Linked DNA regions of Mus musculus: regions 1 and 2 are each linked to region 3. The links are chromatin contacts, called in public Micro-C and promoter capture Hi-C maps. All regions are on one chromosome and are shown on one strand. The core of a region is the stretch at or near the end of the contact, and the rest is flanking DNA. Distances in the headings are between cores, read along the strand shown.

Evidence for each region. Promoter capture Hi-C pulls out the DNA fragments that hold promoters and counts their contacts. Hi-C and Micro-C count contacts between places; a contact is called where the count stands out from the background.
Region 1: a Micro-C map of embryonic stem cells shows a contact between it and region 3, with 3 times the contacts expected there. The contact joins the enhancer-like site here to the promoter of Oxsr1 in region 3. A contact is called at or near these places in 1 of 39 promoter capture datasets (cranial neural crest), 2 of 484 Hi-C or Micro-C datasets (the G1E-ER4 cell line and embryonic stem cells) and 3 of 115 datasets of contacts at active chromatin or transcription factors (bone marrow-derived macrophages, embryonic stem cells and extraembryonic endoderm stem cells).
Region 2: a promoter capture Hi-C map of pre-B cells shows a contact between it and region 3, with 3 times the contacts expected there. The contact joins the promoter of Csrnp1 here to the promoter of Oxsr1 in region 3. A contact is called at or near these places in 2 of 39 promoter capture datasets (liver and pre-B cells), 6 of 484 Hi-C or Micro-C datasets (CD4 T cells, the G1E-ER4 cell line, Th1 cells and 1 more) and 7 of 115 datasets of contacts at active chromatin or transcription factors (astrocytes, bone marrow-derived macrophages, extraembryonic endoderm stem cells and 4 more).

What each region holds. Positions count from the first base shown.
Region 1 is chr9:119,998,713-120,003,791 of GRCm38.p6, reverse strand. It overlaps Gm33800 (a long non-coding RNA gene), which reads right to left. Exons shown (of 4, transcript XR_871355.3): 2 at 1,573-1,659. Among named protein-coding and RNA genes, the nearest start is that of Gm33800, 17 kb to the right of the region's middle. Within about 2 kb of position 1,866, at least 320 of the 459 cell types and tissues checked have an H3K27ac peak or open chromatin away from gene starts, as enhancers often do. A contact at or near this core is called in the G1E-ER4 cell line, bone marrow-derived macrophages and embryonic stem cells, where this site is marked.
Region 2 is chr9:119,982,009-119,986,666 of GRCm38.p6, reverse strand. Csrnp1 (cysteine-serine-rich nuclear protein 1) reads left to right here and starts at 2,888. Exons shown (of 5, transcript NM_001357562.1): 1 at 2,888-3,048. It overlaps Gm33800 (a long non-coding RNA gene), which reads right to left and starts at 2,822. Exons shown (of 4, transcript XR_871355.3): 1 at 1-2,822.
Region 3 is chr9:119,320,863-119,325,719 of GRCm38.p6, reverse strand. It overlaps Oxsr1 (oxidative-stress responsive 1), which reads left to right and starts at 3,293. Exons shown (of 18, transcript NM_133985.2): 1 at 3,293-3,715. The coding sequence starts at 3,646.

The DNA.
Region 1 (5,079 bases), core at 617-3,116, 680 kb before region 3:
GAGTTCAAATCCCAGCAACCACATGGTGGCTCACAACCATCTGTAATGAGACCTGAGACCCTCTTCTGGAGTGTCTGAAGACAGCTACAGTGTACTTACATATAATAAATAAATAAATCTTAAAAAAAATGTTTAAAAAAAACAAAAAAATCTGTAGAACAAGGGTACAAGTGAACTTTTAGACAAAAGAAAATCAATCTCCCTCTCTCTGTCTCTCTCTGTTTCTCTCTGTCTTTCTCTCTCTCTGTCTCTCTGTCACTCTGTTTCTCTCTGTCTCTCCCTGTCTCTGTCTCTCTGTCTCTGTCTCTCTCCCCCTCTGTCTCTCTCCCCTCTCTCTCCTTCTCTCTCTGTCTTTCTCTGTCTCTCTCTGTCTCTCTTTCCTCTCTGTCTCTCTCCCTCTCTCTCTGTCTTTGTCTCTCTCTGTCTCTCTCTCTCTCTGTCCTTTGTTCTGTTTACCTGGGACAAAGTCTTGCTCTGAAGTTCTAGCTAAAATAAAACTCATTTTATAGACCAAACTGGCTTTGGATTTGCAATAGTCCCCCTGCCTCAGCCTCCTGAGGGCTGAGATTTAAGGGGTGAGCCACCAGGCCCAGTAAAGAAAGTGATCGTTTTAGAGACAGAGTCTCACGTAGCCCAGGCAGGCTTCAAACTTGCTTTGTCACTAAGGATGACCTTGCACTTCTGCCCCTCCTGCCTCTAGCTCCCCAGCGTTAGGGTCACGGGCTGTGCCACCCACCACGCTGGCTTATAATATGCTGGTGATCAAACCCAGGGCTTTGTAGATGCTAGGCAAAGCAGACTACCAACAGCACCATCTCTAGTCTCTAGAGAAAAATGGTTTAATATCTAGTATAATATATAATGTATAGCATTAAGATATTAATCTTTAATATATAGCATTAACAGCCAGGCAGTGATGGTGCACGCCTTTAATCCCAGCATTTGGGAGGCAGAGGCAGGCGGATTTCTGAGTAAGGCCAGCCTGGTCTACAGAGTGAGTTCCAGGACAGCCAGGGTTACACAGAGAAACCCTGTCTCTAAAAACAAACAAAAAAAAGTACATAAAGAAAGAGAGGGACCCCCATGACGCTGACGCCACGAGAGCCCAGGATCCTGGCTTTGCTTGGGTTGGACTCCACACCCCATTTTCCATCCACCTTTTATGGAAAGCTTGACCTGAAGACTCAACTCTGAGGCTCCTCTGAGGACTTCAGAGCCATCAGAAATGTCCATCTTTGGCCCCAGCCCCAACTTCCTGAAGTCCTATCACACTGTGGGGCACCCAAGCCACCGTTAGTGGTGGCTATTCGTGGATCCCTCCAAATCCACCTTACTCTTGTTCTCCTCTCAGTACACTCTCTCATCCACGACCACAGAGCAGACTTAAACACACCTAGCTAATTTCAAATGGCTCAGGCTCAACCTGGGGCTCCAAACTGCTAAGAGTAGCTGCATGGGCGGGCCCTCGAGTGCTCGCTGCGGGAGGGGCGGGTCCGAGGGCGGGTCCGGGTCGCACAGCAAAGTCTGCAAAGCTCCGCCTCGCCCAACCTCCTCCCCTGCTAGATTTCTTACGAAAAAGTGCGGCTGAGAATTCCCAGAAGGTTCCGGATGTGAAGTCACGGGCGTGAGGTCATCGAGAGCGGTTCCAGGAATCTGAAACTTGTGGGCGAGAAAGGAAAACTCAGAAGAAGGAAAGAGGGAGTATTGGGGGTGGGAGCCAGCTGTCTGAGCCCAGGCTTGTCCGCTGCCCGAACTTGGCTCCTCAAACCCCAGAAAAGATCACGCGTCACCCTGCCACTTATGAGAAAGGCCAGTTGAATGAAGAAAGCGGTACTCATCCGTATGAGCCAGGCATGAGCTAAAAGTCCGAGACGAGTAACACAAAAGGAGAGGGGCTGCCCGCGGGGTTGAGGAATAACTTGAAAATATGAGCATGTCCTTTGACCTAACAACTGTACGTGCAAGAATTTGTCCTTAAGCACACAACAGAAGGATAAATGCTGAGGTGGTTTGGGGCCAGAGATTGTTTAAAATATTGAAGACTTAGATAATCCCACTGTAAGGAGCTAATTTTAAAATACGGCATGGGAAATTAGCACTCCATATGTTGTGTTTGCAAGACAACTGGCTTACCGGTTTTCTTCTGCGTATTTGTTTGTTTTGAAGACAGGGTCTCATAGCCATGCCGACCTGAAACACTGTACATATATATAGCCCAGGCTGGCTTTGAACTCTCCACCCTCCTGCCTCTGCTTCCTGAGTGGATTACTTGCCAGATATCTAAGATACTTTATAGTGAAGCCCAAGAATGCCCTGCCAACATTTCCTCATCCTGTGCTGGTCTCGTTTATTTCTTCACTATTTAACAGTGTAAAGGACGGAGTTCGTAGTGTATGCTGGGGGTATAAGTATCAAGTTATATCCCACTGTAGTGTTTGGTTTGGTTTGGTTGAGACAGGACTTCCATGTGTAACTCTAGCTGTGAGATCGAAATCTTCCTGCTTCTGCCTTTAATATCAGCATACAGGTGGCAGAGGCAGTCACCAGTCTGTTCTACATATCAAGGTTCAGGCTAGCCTTGGCTATATAGTGAGGCCTGTCTCAAACAAAACAAGTACAGTGAGTAGTTTCAAGGTAGAGGACACCACACAGACACGGGTAGAGCTGTGAAGAGAGCAAAGGTCTGGTTCTCGAAGCCTATGGAGAGGGATAATCACACCACAGTAGCATGGGGAGAAGGGAAGACCAGGGACACAAGTTGACATCTGAGCAGAGACCAGAATGAGGTGTGAACATCTTGCATCTGCCAGAGAGGTGTAAAGGACGCTGGGTAGGAGCCAAGGGGCCCTTGTGGGACCTTTGGATTTTACACGCCAGCAGAGAAACCCTGGGAGGGTTTTTGTTTTGTTTTCTGAATCAGGGTCTTATGCAATGTAGCCCAAGCTGGCTTTGAGCTCCCTCTATAGCCAAGGGTACACTTGAATTTCTAATCCTCCTGCCTCTACCTCGTGAGTGCTTCCACTACTACTCATAGCTTTATTCTAGACTGAAGGGGCACACCAGGCAAGCACTCTACCAATGGAACTACAGCCCTAGCCCCTCAGTGGGCCTTGAACAATGATATGACAGATTTCTCTGGCTATTGAGTGGAGATCTACCCTAGAGGAGACACAGGAGGCCAGCCATGATCTCAGAGAGAAACAACAGAGACCTAACAGAGCGGGAGGAGATAGGGAACAGGATTCTGCTCTGAGGTGAATTTTGACAACAGAGTTGATAGAAGTTGCTGACCAATAGACGGGATGTAGGTGTGAGGGGAAGAGGCCCCAGGCTATTGAGTAACCAGAAGCTCGAAGCCTGTCTTTTACAGGTTGGAAGAGAATGAGGATTTTTCTGAGACTAGGTGAAGGACCAGTGGTCCTAGCTGCTTATTAAGGCTGGGGTCTCAGGCTAGTACAAACGGGGAAGTGTTTGGAATTTGAACAAGAGAAGGCTCCAGGGAGAAACAGCTGGCATGCTTGAATGAGACATTTGACGAGAGTTTCATTTAAAAAAAAAAGTTAGCCTTTGCAAGTCAAGCCAAATGTTCAGAAGCCGCGAGGACAGTGCTGGACCCCAGGCTGCTGAGTGTGGACTTGAGCATCTACACTTCCAAAGGGGAAGAAGAGGAGTCTCAGCTGCAGGGAGGGGGAAAGGTAGGAAAGTTGTAACTGAGGCTGGCTACATAGCAGAAGCCTTGTCTCAAAAGAAGAGAGGCAAGAGAGAGAAAGCTCAGTTCAGGGAGTAGAAATGAGACATCCAATGTGTGTGACTTCATCCAAGGAAGGGGATTAACTCTGCTATACAAGTGTGGATGCCGCCAGCTGGCAGGAGCCGAGTACTGTTGGAGCCTCTTCATGGCAACCCTACAAGGGGAACACACCTCTGACCTCAGTCTACTCCCCCAGAGCCCCTGAGAAGCCTGAAGCCAAGGAGACTCAAGGACAGCTTGCAGGGTCAGTCCTCAAGTGCAGAGCCAAGACCAGAGAGCCGATGGATGGACAGTGTCCAGCAGGGAAGAGGACCGTGTACAAAGTCATGATCCCAGAGACTAAATTCGGCTAGAAAAAGAAAGGAGGTCACTCGCTGCCCTCTGGCAACTAGAGGTTGGAAGGGAAGTCAGGACTGGGATAGGGTCCTCTAGCGAGACTGGAGACCAGAGCCATGTCTGTCGCCAAGCTGAATGAGAGTAGGATCAATAGGAGAAGTGGGTGGGGAGAATGGAGAGAGAGAAAAAGAGCAAGCAGGCTGGGATAAACACTCCAGACAGGCTAAGGAGCAAGACAGACAGACAGATAGACAGACCCAACACAGAGAAAGAGACAGAGAGAATGTAATGTCCATGTATGTAAAAGTCAGGCTTTGGCAGCCTGTGTAAGTAATTACTTACATACACAGTGCTAGGGAAGGAGGAGGAGGAGGGCTTCAGCTAGTCTAGCAGAGAGACAGTTCTAGATTCAGTGGGAATTCTGGTTCAAAAGCTGAGATGGGGGGGGGGGCGGCTGGAGAAGGGTACACCAGTGTACCCCTGGAACATGCATATACAACACACAAGTAGACAAACAAACAAACTTCTCCACTAAAAAGACAGAATTTCCCAGTGCTGTGCCTCACACATCCTAAGATGTGATCTACCTTGAGCTGCCTTCCCAGAACCCAGGGTAGATGTCAGGATTTCCTCTAACAGACAGGAAGCCAGACTTGGCATGATGATGAGCTTTCAGGGGAGTCAGCAGAGTCTGGGAGGGATGGATACCTCCACCCTGGGTCAATCCAGCCAGTGGCTTTAGGAGCAGTGACCTTGGACATCTGGATTAAACCAGGTCCTGCAGTGTGCTCTGACCCATGAAGCTGGCTTCCTCCCCCAACTGTATCTAACCCTTTAGAAAAGCAATCTTCAGGCCAAGTGTGGTGATGGCATTTGCCTTTAATCCCAGCATTCAACAGGCAGAGATGGGTCGATCCCTGAGTTGGAGGCCAGCCTGGTCTACATAGTGAATTCCAGGACAGCCAGGGCTATACAGAGAAACTCTGTCTCAG
Region 2 (4,658 bases), core at 1,639-4,138, 660 kb before region 3:
CCCCCCCAATAAAAGCCCTCAAAACTTGTAATAATTTTAATTTTCCTAAGTAAGTGGATGGGTGGGTGGTCCTTAGTACTTACAGGTCTCCAAGTATTCAGAATTCCCTGAGGATTGAGAATATGGGGGTGTTTTTGCCAGAGAGAGAGAGACTCTGTGTGTGTGTGTGTGTGCGCGTGCGCCATATTTACAGATGAGTGCTCCACACCCGACCCTGCCTGCCTTGGAACAGATACTTCATTCCCCACCAACAGGAAGAGTTCAGATGAGATCCCTGAGGGAGATGTTTCCCATCACCAGCAACATCTGGGCAACATCTGGTGAGCTATCCCAGGACAGGGAGAAGCTTTTCTGCAGAAATACATCACTTATTTGATTATATTTCCCCTTTAATCTCCTCCTCCTCCTGCTCACCAGGCTCCCTCGCCCGTCAGGTTCCCCTCTCTCAGCCCCCAGTACAGACCTTGCCAAGCCCCTGCCCTGGTTTTCAGCCTTGTCTGGTTTCCTGGATACAGAGCCTAGCAGGATGCAAGCCTAGGTAGCTCCAGAGAACCTCATTAACTCCAGAGTCCAGCCCTGCTCAGCTCCCTCATCAGCATCTTGCAGAATCGGAGGCAAAGAATGTTGCAGCTGGATGGGCTCGCTGGTCCAATGCTCCCATTTTATGCATTGGAAGCAGGAGCTGGAAAAACATTGCTGTAGGCCTCATCTGAGCCCTGCTTCTGGGCTGGAGAGGTAGCTCGGTCTATAGAGCGCTTGCCTAACATCCACAAAGTCCTGGGTTCTATCCACAGCACTATATAAAAAAATCTAGCCAGGCGTGGTGGTGCACGCCTTTAATCCCAGCACTCGGGAGGCAGAGGCAGGCGGATTTCTGAGTTCGAGGCCAGCCTGGTCTACAAAGTGAGTTCCAGGACAGCAAGGGGTATACAGAGAAACCCTGTCTCGAAAAACCAAAACCCAAAAAAAAAAAAAAAAATCTATGAAGGCCAGTCTGGGGTACATGAGACCCAGTCTCTAAAACCCCTCTGCTGGTGAAGGAGGAAGAGCGGTGGTGTCAAGATTGTTGGGTCATCAAGAACGGTAAATCTGCAGGCAAAGGAAGCAAGGGCTGAATCTGGTGGTAGGGAAATGTGGGGCCTGGAGGGACAGCCCTGAAATCTATGTCACCTCCATAGACGACGGATGCGCAGTTCGCTGGTGTGTGGTGTTCTGTTGTTGTTGGTTTGGTTTTTTTGTTTGTTTTTGTTTTTTTGAGATACGTAGCCCTGGCTTTCTTGGAAGTCACTATGTAGACCTTGAACTCACAGAGATCCCCCTGCCTCTGCCTCTTGAGTGTTGGGATTAAAAGTGTGCAACACCATGCCAGGTCATGTTTTGTTTTCGAGTTTCTCTGTGTAGCCCTGGCCGTCCTGGAACTTGCTCTGTAGACCAGGCTGCCCGGAACTCAGGTTCCCCAGCCTCTGCCTCCTGAATGCTGGAGTTAAAGGCCTGCACCACCACGGATCTGCCATGTTTTGTTCTCAAAATGGGGTTTAAACTTAGAGCTTTTCACATGCTGAGAAAGTGCCCTACCATTGAGCTACATGCTTCTTCAGCTAGCCCTGTAGACTATTTCCTGAGCAGACTCAGCCACCCGGCAGCTTCTGTGTACCAAAGCTGTGTGTTGAGGATCTCAGACCCCAGATTACCACAGATAAAGGGCAGGCTGACTCCCCCACCCCCACTCTGCTTGTCCTCTGTACACATGTACATCCAGGACTGAAGACTGAAGAAAGGGCCCGTCATCCTCCCCACCCTCGGTGCCATTTAGGCAGGACAGAAGGTCACCTCCCTACTACACCCGGGGGAGGGGAGAATGGAATCCTGAGGGTTGGACTAGCCACTGACAGCATTCATCTAGGACAGTCAGAAGAACCCAGAATGCAGCGGGAGCGGGGCTGGGAGGGGGAGGGTCGAGCTTCCACGAAGGCTTCCAGGAGGAGGAGGCAGTCCTTGCTGAGCCATCCTAGACGTTGTTGGGATTCCCTCAGGTGAGCAGAGTGAGGGTGAAACGTTCCAGGCGGTGCAGTCAGAACGGGAGAGAAAAGCGCTCTAGGTACTGGGTCGAACTGGCCCTGCCGTGGGCTGACGAGGACTCGGGTGGGCTCCTGAGAGAGAAGTTGACTGCTAGAACACACTTTCTTCTGCCTAGTAGTACAGGGAGTTGGCTGCGAGCCTAAGGAAGGTCTTGGCGGGAGCAGAGGAGGCAGCAATCCGCTGTAAGTAGCCAGGGTCCGGCCTAGGAGAAACCAGATTCTTTTTTTTTTTTTTTTTAAGGAGGGATGGGGGTGGGGAAGCTGGTTCCAGCAATCTCTACTTTAGGTATTGTTCGGAGTAAGGGCTCTGGCCCGAGGGCAGAGGTGAAGGCCAGGCCCTAGGATGACCTTTTCTTCTCTCCTCATCCCTGGCTGGTCTCCAGTCTGAGCTAACTTTCTGCGGGATCTGGGAAAAAGAGGTGGGGTGAGGGCCGGGGAAGGGTCCTCAGATTGAATTGATAATAATCTGCCCTGGGCGGGTGGAGGCAGGGGAGGAGCTTCCATCGCTCGCAGCCTCAGTCTACCCAGTCTGCAGCTCGGGACTGCTCGGCGTGGAGAAGCGGGCATCTCTAGGACCCGGCTCTGCACGAAGCTCGGCTCCGCGATCTTAGGAGCCGAGCGCGGAGCAGCGGCGTCGCGGCCCGGTCACAGTCCGCGGGGAGGCTCGAGGCGGGGGAGGGGGCGGTGCCTCCGGGGCGGGGCCGAAGGCTGCGGGCTGCGGGGCGGCCTGGCGGGAGGCCCGGCGTGCGTCAGCGCCGTGAGCCCCGGAGTTTTCCACTGACGAGGAGGGCGGAGCCGCGGGCGGGGCCGGGGCTGAGCCAGTCTCTCCCGCCGCCGCCGGACGCGCAGACCTGGGCCGGCTGCACCGACGGCCGCCCGGCCGAGCGCACTGCGGGTCGCTGTGTGCGCTGCGACCCTGGGGCCGGCACACGAGTGGCTTCGGTGAACTGGGCGAGCCCTGCTAGCTTAGGTGAGTGCCACGGTTCCTGAACGCGGCGGGATGGGAAATGGGGCAGGGGGCGTCTCGGGTGAGTGGCGCTGTCACTCCAGCTCCCCGCTGATCTCCCTTGGGTCCTCCGGAGGGGACGCCGGGATCCGGCCTCCGAGCCCGACTGGAGATCTGGCGCCTGGAGTGAGAGCCCACGGCTGCGAGGTGGCGGGGGGGGGGCAGGCTTCCCCTCCCCCGCCTCGTTGTGGTTACCCCAGATGTCCAGGCGCCCCAAAGCCGGGCGCAGGTGGCAGTGGGACGGGGCGCGCGTGCCCGCGGGTGAGTTTCCTTTTGACCTAGTTGCCTGAGAACTTTTCAGAAGTTACTCGCGTGGCCGGGGCAGGTGACATTGGTCGTCTTCCTCCTCGGGCTCCCTAGGGGGAGGGTGCCCGAGCTGCGGCGTGTGCCGGGCGCCCTCGGCAGGCGGGGGTCAGGGAGGGTTTGGAGGGATGAGTGAGGAATGAGCGAGGCTTGGTGAGTCACGGACCCCGGGAGGGAGGCGGGGGGGAGAAGGATTGTGTCGTATGTTCACCTGTCACCGTCACACTCAGAGGCCACTGCCGTGAGTCACCGGGGCGCAGCTACACCGACCACCCGCGGGCACACGTAGGCTCTCTCCCACGCACCTCTACTCCCTCTTCTGCATGCATTTCCTCTCCTTCCTCAGTTTCCCCTTCCCGGAGGTCCTTTCGCCTTCATGTACTGTAGAAAAGCCTACACCACAGCAACGGCCACACACTTAGTCACTCGGGTTGCCGATACAGTCACTCCCAGATGTAGCCCACCTTCCTGACAACAGAGAATTCCTCCCTCCTCTCTAGCTACCCACCCAACATCTCTGGACCGAAGTCTCAGCCTTCTGCAGAGAGTAAGTCAATACTCTCTGCCCCCAAATCTTTGACAGCCCCGCCCACATCTCCCGAGCTGTCACCAAATCCACCCCCTTTTCTCCTTTGCGCTTGTCCTGTCAGTTCACCTGGCCCTACCCTGTGTCCTACGGGTCACACCCTCTCTGGCTCAGGCGCTGAGCCATCTTTCAACCATGCAAATCTAGAATTGTCAGTCCTTACTTACGCACTTGGGTGGCTTCCTGTGCCCTCGGGCTAACACAGGCCCTCTTAGTTGCATCGCCACCAGAAGGCGCACTGGCTGTCCTTGCTCCAGTCCCTGTACCATGCAGTGTGACCCCCCCCCCCCAATCTGGAACTCTGCCAACATCCCTCCTTCAGAGGAGCCTGCCTCGTCCCCAGTTCTACCCTTCTTGCCTATCCTGTATAACTCCTACTTGAGAGGTGTTAGTTGTAGGTGCTTTACCTGTGTGCCCAATGCCTGTCATAGTGTTTGGCCTTTAGGAAGCTTAGCCAGGATTAGATTGATGAATGAATGAATGAATGTGAAAAACTGGCTTAAGGTGGAGGAAGGGGTGACTGTCAAGTGCAGTTTTCCCTGGGTAGAACTGAGTATTTTATACAGCCAGCAAACATTTGGCATTTACCCAGGGCAGGGCCCTGGAGTCTGAATCGAAGGAACTGTCCCCTCCCCCCATCACTTTCTGAGGCATGGGTGGGGGAGGGGTACGTCAGTGCTTCCTG
Region 3 (4,857 bases), core at 2,044-4,543:
GTTATGGATGGTTGTGAGCCACCATGTGGTTGCTGGGATTTGAACTCAGGGCCTTTGGAAGAGCAGTCAGCGCTCTTACCCGCTGAGCCATCTCACCAGCCCGCCTGCTTGCTTGCTTTCTTTCTTTCTTTCTTTCTTTCTTTCTTTCTTTCTTTCTTTCTTTCTTTCCTTCCTTCCTTCCTTCCTTCCTTCCTTCCTTCCTTCCTTCCTTCGTCCTTTAGACAGGGTTTCTCTGTGTAGCCCTGGTTGTCCTGGAACTCACTCTGTAGACCATGCTGGCCTGGAAAAAGAGATCTACCTGCCTCCATCTCCTGAGTGCTGGGATTAGAGACGTATGCCATCACCATCTGGCTGTGTTGTGTTGTTTTTTAGGTTACACAAAGAAGAATGAAGCCCATCACCCACACACTAAGCCCTGATTAATAATATCCATCAACAATTATCCTTCTCTTCTCTCAACTCTTCCATTCTTTAGAGAGCCTCTTTGGGTTGCCCTTAAATAAACTTTGCACTCAAATTCTGGTCCTAGAGCTTGATTTGGGAGGAAGGGAACTGAACCAACACAAGAATGCCTTGAGAATGTGGGGAAAAACAGATTCTCTTCCTGTGAAAAATATGCCATACTCTCAAGAAACCAGGGTGGGATATGGGGAATATTTGAATATAAGGATCAGGGTTCCAGAACCATTCCACATTTCCTTTCCTCTCTTCCTCTAAATGATTATCAAGGGAGTCACAGGCATAAGTGGGAGAAAACCATAATTTTACTAATAGTTTCAAAAGCAGATTTCTGAGTTTGAGTCCATCCTGGTCTACAAAGTGAGTTCCAGGGTAGCCAGGGCTAACAGAGAAACCTTGTCTCGAAAAACCAACAAAACAAAACAAAACAAACAAAAAACTCAACAAAACAAAACAACAACAACAAAAAAACCAAAAAATCCTCCTCCTATTTAAAGCACACTTTACATAGCTGGCTCCCTTTGCTCCGGGTTCGCTGAGGTGATGTCACGGCGTCACGGTCACACCCTTGAGACATGCAAGCTGCGCCTTTCCTGTATGGTGCTTTATGATTTATAAGTACTTATTTTTTTTAAGTTTTATTTATTTTATGTATGTGAGTACATTGTAGTTCTCTTCGGACATACCAGAGAAGGGCATTGGATCCCATTGCAGACAGTTGTGAGCCACCATGTGGTTGCTGGGAATTGAACTCAGAACCTCTGGAAGTGCCAGTGCTCTTAACTGCTGAGCCATCTCTCCAGCCCAATTACTTAACTATTAACTTAAATGCTCCCTACTGCTTACTACAAAAACTCCATACTCCAGCAAAAAAAAAAAAAAAAAAAAAAAAGGGGGGTGGGGGGACTAAGTCCCTGATCACTGTTGTGAGAGTGCTCACATGCAAGATATTTTAAAGGCTGAATCTTGCTTGAGCTTATGGCCTCAAATACCCAATTCCTGGCTTCCTTCCTCATTAAAATCATGGTATTTTAACCTCGACTAGGCCACAGAAAGTCAGGGACAGGGGAAACAAAATGACCAGATTTATAGAGAAGGTTCCTGCTCTACCAATCCACTGAGGTACATGAATGAGGAGGTAAGCAAGAACACATTAATGAATGCACTATAATGTTATCTAATAATAATTAAGACCCAGTATCTTGAAATTTCACCATGAAACTGGTAGTTCCTTTTCTTGGGGGAAGGGGAAAGAAGGCAGTCCCAAATTCTAAGTTATATAATTTATTTTCATGGTAATGAAAGAAAATTGTAAAGTGTATCCGTGGTCCACAGAGCCCAACAATTCCAGATTATTTTTGGCTTATTGGTTTTCTATTGGTACACACCATGAAGAGTTCCAATCTGTCCCCACTTCCTCTCGATGTTACTTTTATTCTTCTTCCAGCAAGAAAAAGTTATCACACGCACTAAATGTGTCACAAGTAGTGGCTGCAACAAATTTCTTCCTTCCTTCCTTCCTTATTTTTTTTTTTAAAGATTTTATTTATTTTATATATATGAGTACACTGTAGCTGTATTTAGACATACCAAATGAGGGCATTGGATCCCATTTCAGATGGTTGTGAGCCACCATGTGGTTGCTGGGAATTGACCTCAGGACCTCTGGAAGAGCAGTCAGTGCTCTCAACCACTGAGCCATTTCTCCAGCCCTGAAACACATTTCTACAGCAAGACCTTGCACCTTTGCCGGGTCTGGAATATTCTGTCCTCCCATTTTCTGTTTGCTGAGATCCCCTTAGCACTGTAAGGTCTGGCCCAAATGGGACCTCTTCTTGAGATGTTCCATAAGTCCTATCAACCAGACGCGCTCATGGCCTTCCCACCGAAGAGCTCAGCAGTGCTGCTCAGCTGAACACTTTGTCCGCAGCGACCCTGTCCAGGTTGATGTTTTAATGTTTTGTTTCACCAAAGCGCGATCTTCTAAGGCCAAGAAAACGGAACTTATTTTTGTGAAGATGACAAAAGCCAGGGCCGGGGGCCTAGAGCTGACCCCTAAGTCGCGTGACAGAAACCACTGAACAGTCAAGGCGCTGCCTGGGCAGAGACAACTAACCTAGGTCCCAGGCAGGTGCTGTTTCTTTAGACCCGAAGCGGAGAAAAGACAGAAACCGCTTCCTCCCGGATCCTGGAGGCGGCGCTGAGTACTTCCGCCTTAGGAAAAAAAAAAATGTCATCACGGGCCGAGCTTCCGGCTCCACTCGGGAGCCCGCAAGACCTTTTATCCTAGTTGGCCTTCGTCCGCGCACCCCACCCGGCCGCTCCCTCGGGCTTCTCCACACCCCGGGGCGCGGTTTGCACGTCTCGAGGGTGTGACCGTGACGCCGTGACGTCACCTCAGCGAACCCGGTCCTGAAAGGTTTTGGCGCTCGGTAGGAACTGGGAGTCAAGTTCCCGGAGGCGGGACTAACATATGACTGATGTCCACACGCTCCAGTTGCCGTTCTCATGCTTTCTCAAACCAACCAATGAATGCAAAGCAGAGAGGGCAACGCCCCTCCCTCAGCTTCTAGAGGAAGCGCCGCTCCTTCGGTTTAGCACTCAGTGGCCGCCATGCTTGGTGTGGCTCCTCGTTCTGCGGCAGTTTGCTCTGTTTTGGCTTTCAGACGCCCTCAGTGAACTCCTCCACGAGCACTTCTGCTCTCTAACTATCGACTTCCACTCTTTCCGGCTTCCTTCTCGCTTGCCTCTTGTCCGGCCACACTCAAGATGGCGGCCGGGGGGCGGCGAGCCGCGGCCAGGCTTCCCCGGCGTGGTGACGTCAGCGCGCTGCGTGTCGGCAGGTGGAGGGAGAAGGGAAAGTTTGGCCCGTGCTTGGGGTTCGGGTGGAGGGCGGGACGGAGGGGCAGGGCTGGGTAGAAGCTTGTTTCGCGGTGCCGCGGAGGTTAAGGCCGGCTCGTGGGCTGGGCCGGGGACTGCGGGACGCGGAGCCGCGGGAGGCGAGGTCGGTCGCAGCCGCGCGTCTCCGCCTCGGGGCCGCGCTTGACCCGCGCGCCCCGGCGTTGTGCGCCCCAAGGCTGGGCCAAGCGGCGGGTTGGGGGCGGCGGCTGGGCGTGGGGAGGCGCGCGGCGAGGTGACCTGAGAGCCCGGAGCGTGAGGAGCACGGAGCCAGGCGCTGCAGCCGTCATGTCCGAGGACTCGAGCGCCCTGCCCTGGTCCATCAACAGGGACGACTACGAGCTGCAGGAGGTGATAGGTGAGAGCCGAGGGGCGACGCGCCGGGGTTCTGGGCCCGAGCCTTGCTGGGCACTGGTGCGAGCCGTGCGCCTAGGGTGGGGCTCCCTTCGGAGGGAGAAGCGTACCTGAGACAGATGCGTCCTGTGCAGAAGAGCCATGTGGATGGGCGGCAGGCCTGGCTCAGGGGGCACTAGGGTCCGTGGGCAGAGCCGCGTGGCTCTGGGATTGTGGGGTCTGTGCACTTGAGTCCATCCCTGCATCCACGCGACGATGCACTATTTCGCAGGTGTGAGGCTGAGGGCAGCTCCAGGTACCGGTGCTGAGCAGGTTAGACCCGCCTCTAGCTCTTTACAACTGACTTCTCAGATCCCGGAGGCAGACGTCAACTACATAGAAAGAATGGGAAAAGCGGTAACAGGTCTCAGTAGGTGGCCGGAAGGAACCGGGCAAGATGTTATAAGGAGTGGTTTGAACAAGTTACGTGATTTCAAGGAAAAGTTGAGCCCTCAAAGCGAGTCGGAGGAAGATCGCCTTTCCCCCTCCATTGAGGAATAAGAAAATACTTAGACTCTGAGGAGAGAGAGAGTGCTTGATAAGTTGAGGGACCAGAAAGAGGGCACACATTAGTCTCAGGGACCTTTAAAGCTATGGTAAAGATTTGGAGTTTCAAGTTGTCCTTGGAGGGCTTCAACTAGGGACCATGGCTCGCTCCATAAATCTGGCTATTATGTGTGAAGTGGCCCTGAATAAGATCCGAGAATACCAGTTGGTCGACAGCAAGCATGGATTGTTACTCTCAGAGGTGCAGCGTGCTTGAGGAGGTTAAGCGGCTAGGGATGAGGGAGAGTTTGTAGCCCAGCAGTAATGCAGTGGCCATAGAAATCGAAGGGAAATGGGTTTAGCAAAACAAAGGCTTAATCAGCAGACCACTGTTTGTTGGAAGAAGTCTGTCTACACTGATAGCATTCTACCTTAAAATTAGCTTTACAATAGAGACCTGCCAAAAATCCCAGAGCTTCCTTAAAGGTGCCAGTGTTTATTTCTCGGTGTTAAGGAGAGCAAAAACAAAAAGCCACCAAATTTCGTTGTAGGTCTCTGTGTGGCTCTGTGTAGGTTTATGTGCTCGTGTAAAGGCTAGCTTTTCACGTTCTTTTTTTGTTT